Regions from separate parts of the Arachis hypogaea genome. Here region 1 is linked to region 2. Evidence: chromatin contacts called from public Hi-C data. All regions are on one chromosome and are shown on one strand. Each heading gives the region's core, a stretch centred on a gene start, on an enhancer-like site or on the middle of the called end of the contact. The rest is flanking DNA. Distances are from core to core; before and after follow the strand shown. Region 1 holds the start of LOC112771823 (anaphase-promoting complex subunit 6). Region 2 holds the start of LOC112771138.

Region 1 (4,670 bases), core at 246-2,745, 250 kb after region 2:
GTTTAGAGGTAAGTAGCGCTCAGAGTTTTAGTATGATCATGAGGTGCTAAAAGTTAGGGTGTTATACTCGGTCTGATTCCGACTTCCTCGTTGTTTTCAATGGTGCGATGCATAAACATGCTTAGCTCTCTGTGTTATTTGAGCATCTCTGCTCGGTCTAGATAGCAAGGGTGTGAATGGTTCAGAACAATTTTTGAAATTGTCCAAAGATCGACGTCCTTCAATATATGTACGTAAATCCTGGCTGGACAGTTTATTTCGACTGAGGGGTTTGTCTTCAGAGTTGGAGATATCTTGAATTTCCACTTCCCTTCTCTACTGCATACGATTAGTTGATTCTTAATCTCATCTCCCTTTCGAATTGTGTTCCTTATTTTGATAGAAAAACCGGCAAGTTTAGAATAATCTTTGTAGAACTTTCCAGCTTCTTCCAATGTCTTGAAAGTTATCCCGACCTTTAGGACAAATTGTTCATCCACGACAAACCTGGACTACAGAATAAATCGAAAATATTATTAAAGCAAAGCCATTGTATAATACTAAATGAATCGAACATTGTCCATTATATAAATTCAAATTCGAACACCTACCTATAGAATGAACTGAAAATATAAGTCAAAGTGAAACCAATGTACAATGCTAAATGAACCAAATATTGTATATATAAAATCAAATTTAAAACACCTGCGTCTAGAATTTATAGATTATCAATTCATTCAATTCAATTCAGAATACCTGCGTCCATTCAATTCAATTCAATTCAATTTGGCAATTCTTTTCCATTCAATTCAATTTAAAATTGAATAATCCAAACCTTATCCACTTGATTTGAGCCTTAGTTAGATTACTTATTCATCGATTTTATAATCGAAGCAATCAATTTGGTCCAATTTTAATATTATAGGTACAATATTACAATTAGCTTAACAAGTATATCAAATATATGCTAAAAAAATAATAATAGAATTAACTTGACATGAAAAGCTTTTTCAACTTACATAAAAAGTTTTAGGCTCAAGTCATGAAAATAACAAAATAATTATTTCTAATAGATTATCCTTAATAAAAAATATTTAAAAAAATTGGATACCAATCTACTCTCGTATAATTTATGTATAATTATTTTTTTAAAAATATTAAAAATTACTTTTTCTCAGCTTAATAATTAGTAGATATTCCACTCCTAACTTTTGTCCATTGTTTGATTATTGGTTTGGTTTGGCAAGTTAGTTGGCAAAATCGAAATATTTCAGGGTATCATACTATAAATAATTTAAATTTAAATTATATTTCATGTTGTTTTTTTTTTTAACCCTAGCGATGCATTGATTTGATACCAATACCATAGCGTTAGCGTATGCGTACCTCTCTTTTCCCGCTCTCTCTCTCAATGTTCCTCTGAACCGGTCGGTTGGATCGGACCGGGAACCGACCGGTTCTTGTGAAACGGCGTCGTTTTCGTTATTTAAAAAGAAAAAACCCAACGTTAGCCCTCACTCACTCATCCCCCCTTCCCCTCACTCACTATCCGTCTGAACCTGAATCAAAATTCAAAATCACCCAACCAAAACCCTAGGTTCTGCCGCAGTGCCGCCGCCGTCCGTGCTGTCGGCGCCTCCGCGTCCTCTCTTGTAGCCCAGGCCCTCTCTTGTAGCTCGGCGTCCTCCTTCCCCCTGTCCCCGTCCTCCCTGGCTTCTCTCGAACTTGGAGCAGCTCGCCGCCGTGTCGCCGGTCGCCGTCGTCTCGCCGGTCGCCGTCCGTGTCTCCGTAGAAGGTTAGTAGCACTGCTTTCACTTCTTCGGGTTCTTCTCTTCCTTTTATGCTCTGTTTGCTGATTTTTGAATGTGAAATTGTGAATGGATTAATGGAAAATCAAATAATTGATTTTGTGCTGCTGCTCTTTTTTAAATTCCTGAAATTTTTGTTGAAATTTTCTTGCTACTGTTAAAAATGGAAATTAAATCATTATTGAAATTTTTGTTTAGCTTTATTGATTTCAGGTTTAGTGTGATTAGGGATTACTTGTTGCTGTTTTGTAATGTTTGTTGCTGAATGCTAAAAACGGAAATCAAATCAAATGTTGTTTGTTGCTGAATGCTGAATGCTGTTGGTAGTATTAATTTTGTGCTGCTATTAATTTTCTGGCTGTGCTGCTGCTGCTGTGGGTTTTGGTGTGCTGTTGTGTGTTTTGTGGCTCTGCTGTGTTGATCATCTTTCTCAATTGTCAATGTTCACTCTTCACTCGCGTTGTGTTGATAATCTTTCTCAATTGTCAATGTTCTTTATCAGAACTGAGAAGGAAAATGGCAATCTGAACCAGCAAAAGGATTTCCGCAGCGTCAGCGCATGCTCACACTCGCAGGAACAAGAAAACTAACTCTTTTTCTGCCCTCTGGTACCTCTTCATCTTTCCTTCTATTTCTGCACTCATTCATTGTATAGTAAGTCAACTCTTTGGATTACTGGTATAATTGAATTGGAGATTCAAGGGACACAGTTGATTCCTTAATACTGAAAATTCACCCTTAGTTTTGATCTAATTGTTTTGTTTATTAGGAACTAATAGAATCTCTTCATTGCTTTATCATTGTTGTTTTCCAAGTTATACTAGTTTCTTGTAAGAGAATTAATGCTAGCTAGTCTGGCCTTCCGTTTTGCACAAATAGGAATATGTAAATATGGCCATTTTATCAAAACTATAGTCACAATTAGGAAGTTTAATTTAATAGTATATGATGCAGATACGCCTATGGTACAGATATTTGAGAAGAAACGAAGTATTTGTACATTATAGCTTGCATATGTTGCGGAATAGGATAATAACAATTAAGAGTATTGAGTATTGATATACTTGTTATCTTTCTTTGAAATGTTACTTTCTGTATTTACTGTTTTGAACATTGTTTATAATTTTTTTTCTTTTAATATCATGTTTAAATTGGCAATCAAAATTTAATTTCTTTAACAATCAAATGCAGGTTTTGAGTAGCATAGATACCAAAAGAGTGGAAAAGAGCTTAGCTCCCCCTCAAATTTCAATTTCACATACGTAGCACACTCTCTGTTGCACTCATTTTGCTAAAGTGAATACCAAACCCTAATTGATTTGAATCAAATAGTTGGAAGAATGAGGGAGGAAGAGATTGAAAGGCTTCGTGGAGTAGTGAGGGACTGTGTGACCAAGCACCTTTATACGTCGGCCATCTTCTTCGCTGACAAGGTGGCTGCTTTCACCAATGACCCTGCTGATATCTACATGCAGGCACAGGCGCTCTTCCTTGGCCGTCACTACCGCCGCGCCTTCCACCTCCTTAATGCCTCCAAGATTGTCCTCCGTGATCTCCAATTCCGATACCTCGCCGCCAAGTGCCTTGTAAACTATCTCTCCTCCAAAATCGCCTATTTAATGAAATTACAGACTATTTGTGATTTATGATTTATGACATACCATCATTATAAAGGGGTTTGTATAATTATGTAATGATATCTTCTACCTCTATATATGAGACTTTTTGAAGCAGTGAGTGTGAAGTTGAATATTTTTGCACATGTGGCAATAGATAGTTTGGATTGATAGTTTATCAAAGTTAAATTTTTCAAGCCAGTTTTGTTGATATTATTTAATAATTCATATTTTGATTAAAGTAGCAATGGTTTTGTTTTGGGAAGCTGTTATAGTTTAGTTTAGCAATAGCATTCATGTTTGTTGTTGTTTTGCTTTCATTAGGAGGAACTTAAGGAGTGGGATCAATGCTTGTCAATGCTGGGGGAGGCTAAAGTGGATGAGGATGGAAATGTTGTCATGTACCTGGATAAAGATTGTGAAGATCATGAAATCAATGTGAGATCCTTTTTGGGTTTACGTTGATTGTAAATTGCAATATTCTTAATATTTCACCACGTGCTCCTTTTATTTTATTTTTTAGTTTTTCTCATCTGTACAATTAAATCAGATGGTAAAGAACACAAGTTTCTATTTTGTAGTCACACAGATGTTTCATTTTTGTTTTTCTTTTCTATTCTCTCTTAAAACAGTATGAGCATGTTATCTTTGTGTATAAGTATGGCTATATTTGCTATGCTGGTTAGGAGAAAACGAAAGAAAGGATGGATAAATATAGCTAGACCTGATTTGGTGACTGATGGGTTTATGGCTTTTACCTTTCTTGAAACTCCATATGGATTCATTTGTTTTTTGTCTGACATGATGGGTTTATGGCTTTTACCTTTCTTGTTATAACTGTCATTTCCCATTTCAGCAATGTCCTTCTTACCTCAACTTTTTACGTGAGTATGTTTTGTTATGCTGTAACAGATATCCTCTGCAATATGCTTCTTAAGAGGCAAAGCATATGAAGCTCTAGAAAACCGTGCTCAGGCTCGATTGTGGTGAGTTTCTTTCCTTTGTTTTGATTTGACTGTTATTTTTATAATTAATGGATGAGTAGAACAATGATATTTTTTTTCTTTTGTTGATCTCCTCATTTAATATAGAAAAAGGATGTGTTACTACTTGCTTGCTTGCTTTCTGAATGCGTGAAGATTATAGATATGACATATGCTAATTTCGCTGAAAATTCTGCCATTTTTTCTGTATTTTTTTTGTTGAAGGTACAAAGCTGCAATAAAAGCTGATCCATTATGCTATGAGGTATCTGTTGATATTCTCC
Region 2 (4,405 bases), core at 1,424-3,923:
ATGATTGATTGATGATTGATTTTTGGTATATACTTAATATAATTAGTGTGTTGTGTGTGTAAGCCATATAGATCTAGAAAATAATGTTTTGATTCATGAGAAGGAAAACCTTTAAATTTTAAATGCAATGTTGTATGCTTTTACAAGATATAAACAATGTTACATACCGAGAATAACATTGTAAGAATTTTTGTTGTAATTCATGGTGATGGTAGAATCTACTAATTACTGCTTCCTTCATTCGTGAGCTGAGAGTGTGGATATAGAAATGCAGAGAGTTTGTCAGAGAAGATTCTGAAATTGATTCATAGATTTTTTGTGACTTGACAAAGGAAAAGAAAGACGAAAAAAAAAAAAAAATGAGGCACGTAGTGTTGGAAGAAGAAAACCAACCTGTTAATGACAAGCTCTTGAATTTTCATCACAAGGTCTCTCTCTTGTTTGAGCAATAAGTTGATGGATGTGAAGAAAACCATACCCTTTCAAAGACCAAAAACTCAGTGGCGGAGCTTGAACCAAAATTTTGGGGGCCAGAAACTTAACATAAAAATTTAATAATAATATTTATATCAAAATAAAATTTATAAATATAATTATTCTTTAAGTTTGTTACTAATAAGATAATAAATAAATAATTCTACAGATAAAAAATATAAAATAATTTATAATGGTACTCTTCGAGTTTTTAATGACTTAAAATCTTCAATAATTGAGTCAGAACTAAACTTTTCAGCAATTTCTTTCTCAATATAAATAACCAAATTATTCGCAAGAAAGTCGTCCTCTATCTTGTTTCTTAACCTTGTCTTTATTATTTTCATTGCTGAAAATGATCGCTCTGTAGTAGCTGTAGAAACTGGAAGAGTTAATATCAGACGAATCAATCTATCAATCAAGTAATATACTTTTGACTTTTTTGTTTCTGCTAAACATCTACACAGTTCATGAATAGTTGACAAATTCTTCATTTCTGGATGCTGACGAACATCAAGAATAAAATGCTGAAGCTGAAAAGGCAAATTAATCTTCTCTTGTTCAGTAAAGTCTTCGGGATAGTAGCTATCAACAAGAGTAGAAATCTTAGCAATGTCAAAATTTTTGTAAGCATCTTTAGGCATGAGAGTAGAGCTCAGACTTAGTAGATCCATTGCTTGATCATTAAATCTGCTATTTAACTCTTGTAATTGCTTATCAATTGTGACTAAAAATATCTCCACTCTAAAATAATGCTCAACTGTAATATGATCTTTTTGGTGACGCGAGCGTCTTTGCCTTGCAACATAAGAAGCAGTTAAATAAGGAATTAGAATATCATGTTGCTCACAAAATGATTTCACATTTTTTAATAATTCCTCCCATCTGTCATCTCTCATGCTTTGGATAAGTGTTTTTGTAGAATGAACTAGTTGCACAGCATTAACTATGTCTTGAGACTGCTTTTGTAAAGCTTGACAAAGAATATCAGTTATTCCCATCATATCTTTCATCAAATGCAAGATCAATACAAACTCAAATGAAGTCAGGGTATTGTAAGCACTATCTGCATCACCACGCTGAGAATAAGTTGATCCATCAACAATAATCTTTTGTAAAACAGTCAACGTTGTACCATACATATTTATCAAACTGCAAACAGAAGAGAAATGAGAACTCCATCGAGTATCACCTGCTCGTTTCAAAGTACCAATTTGATTTGCCCCTTTACCAGTTTCAAGTTCATCAATCTCTAATAAATGGACAATTTCATCTGTCTTGACAGCATGTAACTCATCATGTCGCTTACTAGAAGAACAAATGATATTGACGATGAAAGTCAATTTTGAAAAAAACTGATGTACAGGAATAACTTCTCTTGATGCAGCAACTAATGCAAGTTGTAATCGGTGAGCAAAACAGTGGATATAGTAAGCATAAGGACAATCTTTTAAGAATAATGCTTGTAACCCATTCCATTCTCCTCTCATGTTGCTGGCGCCATCATATCCTTGACCACGAATATTAGAGACATCAAGACCATGCCGAGAAAGAATGCCGCACAATTCTTGTTTTAGAGTTAATGATGTAGTATCTTTGACATGTACAAGATCAAGAAAACGCTCTTGAATAAAACCATGTATATCAACAAATCTCAAAACAAGTGCCATTTGTTCTCTTTTGGATTCATCACGAGCTTCATCTACTACAATGCAAAACTTGGAATCTCCAATTTCTTCACAAATATACTTTCTCACCTTGTTTGAGAGTATATGCAAGATTTCTTTTTGAATTTGATGTGAAGTATATTTAGCATTATATGGAGCATTTTCTAACACAGTTCTTGCAACTTCATCATTGTAAGATGTTATGAGTTTTATCATTTCAAGAAAATTACCTCGATTTTTTGATTCAGGAGTCTCATCATGGCCTCTGAAAGCACAAGCTTGAAATGTAAGCCAACGAGTTACATCAATGGAGGATTTTAGACGCAATCGATTCTTTTGAATTTCCTCAGAAGTATGATCCTTAATTACATTTTGGATGTGACTTGCCTGATTCAATAAATCTAGACATGCTCCAACTGCATTATTGTGTGGTGAGCAAGGATCTCCAATATGTTTAAGAAAAGCACAATTCTTTCCATCATTAACTTTTTTCCAATTTCTAAACCCTTTACTAATAAAAATATCTGACCCATTATGTCCACTGGATTTTTTGCTAACCAAATAACAAAATAAACAATATGCAGCATCTTCAGAAGGTGAATACTCTAACCATGAAGGAAAAATACCAAACCAAGCATATTGAAATCGTCTTGGATGCTTCGTACCAGATAGAGGATAATTGTCAAGATGTTTTTGATATGGACCCCATTTAAGATAAGCTCGTCTAACTTCATCTCTCTGGTTTGGGTGATATTGCCAAATTTGAAGCCGTTTTCCAGGGTCTCGTTCCAAAGAATTAAGATCAAACTCATCAGATGCAACTCTTTGAATTTTTGGAGGTTGTATCTCACTTTCTTCGTGATTCATTATAGTAGAAGAACTATCTACAAGTGTTAATATTGTAGAAGTTATATGTTCCCCTTCTTGAATATTAGCCTTTCTCTTAAAAAATACATCAATTCTTTGATTTTTCATCATTATTTTGTATAAAAATTTGAATATATATTCTGTAAAATATGTAAAAAAAAAAAGTTAGAAGGATAAATATTAAAATTTATAATATTTATTAAATTTTTTTTATGAATTTATCAAAATACAATAATATCAATACTTATTAAATATTATAATATTTTTATCATATAAAAAATTAAATTAAATAAATAATAAAATATAAAATAATATTAAATTAAATAAATAAAAAATACCTAATTTTTTGAGAAGCAAAGCAAAGGCAGTAGCGTGGTGTGTTTTGAGAAGCAAAGGTTATCTTTTGTATTTTTATAGTTATCTTTTTTTATTTGATTTGATTATTAGATGATTTTTTTTATTCTTATTTTTTTGTTAGATAATTTAGGGTTTAGGGTTTAGGCATGCCCCCCACTTTCTTTACACGCATAACCTTTCGAATTCAGGCTTCTAAAGAAACCTAAACTAGCATTTTTCAATAAGGAAGGATCAAGAGTATTCCATACCACCTTAGCTTTGCACAATCTCTAATGTAGTGAGCAACTGATTCCGCCCTTTCGTGACATCTGGGACAAATCTCATTAACTGCCAAACTGCACTTATATATGCCGAAAGATCTAAGTCGGAAGAGCATCATGGAGATAAAGCCAAATGAGAAATTTGGCCTTTTCTGAAATATTAGATTTTCACACCCAATCCCAATTCACATAATCTCTCCATGGAAAGCATTGCTTAGCTAATCAAGAGTAACCATTCCGAACGATGAACTATAACTACTTTTTATCACTAACATTTTCAAAATTCTTGAAAATTATTTCTAATAATTAATTTGATTTAATTGTGTACTTTTATTTGAAATAAGTTATTAAGATTACTTGTACTGTTAATTTTTTTGATAACCAACTATTAGTTAAATATTTATTTTTCAATTTTACATGAATATATAGGGTGCATCAGGTTTGTATTTGTAATGTATGATAATCAAATACGAAGGCATTCAAGCGATCATCATAACTAATTCCTTCCAAGTTCCGATGACTATTTTTGAATATTGGAAAACTAAATTATGATTAAAGTGATGACCAAATATTATTAGGATTATTATCAAATTGGTTGTGTGATATATTTTGTTTAGTATGCAAAAAAATCATTTGATCCATTTGACCCAAGAAAAATAAAATTGGTCCATTAAGCATAAATCAGCTCACAGACATTTAAACTCTATGGCCTTATACCAAACTCAGTTGTTTCACTCTATTCTTTCCATACTTAAATTCAAAGTTTGAACGGTTACCATC

The links. A called contact is a pair of places that touch in the nucleus more often than the background predicts.
Region 1: a contact with region 2 is called in a Hi-C map of an unstated tissue, with 4 times the contacts expected there. The contact joins the promoter of LOC112771823 here to the promoter of LOC112771138 in region 2. A contact is called at or near these places in 2 of 8 Hi-C or Micro-C datasets (leaf and an unstated tissue).

The regions. Positions count from the first base shown.
Region 1 is chr18:35,233,831-35,238,500 of arahy.Tifrunner.gnm2.J5K5, forward strand. It overlaps LOC112771823 (anaphase-promoting complex subunit 6), which reads left to right and starts at 1,496. Exons shown (of 18, transcript XM_029295181.2): 1 at 1,496-1,774; 2 at 2,290-2,395; 3 at 2,979-3,373; 4 at 3,728-3,841; 5 at 4,316-4,389; 6 at 4,612-4,651. The coding sequence starts at 3,128.
Region 2 is chr18:34,985,326-34,989,730 of arahy.Tifrunner.gnm2.J5K5, forward strand. It overlaps LOC112771138, which reads right to left and starts at 2,674. Exons shown (of 2, transcript XM_029294906.1): 1 at 2,671-2,674; 2 at 663-2,557. The coding sequence starts at 2,674. The coding sequence ends at 663.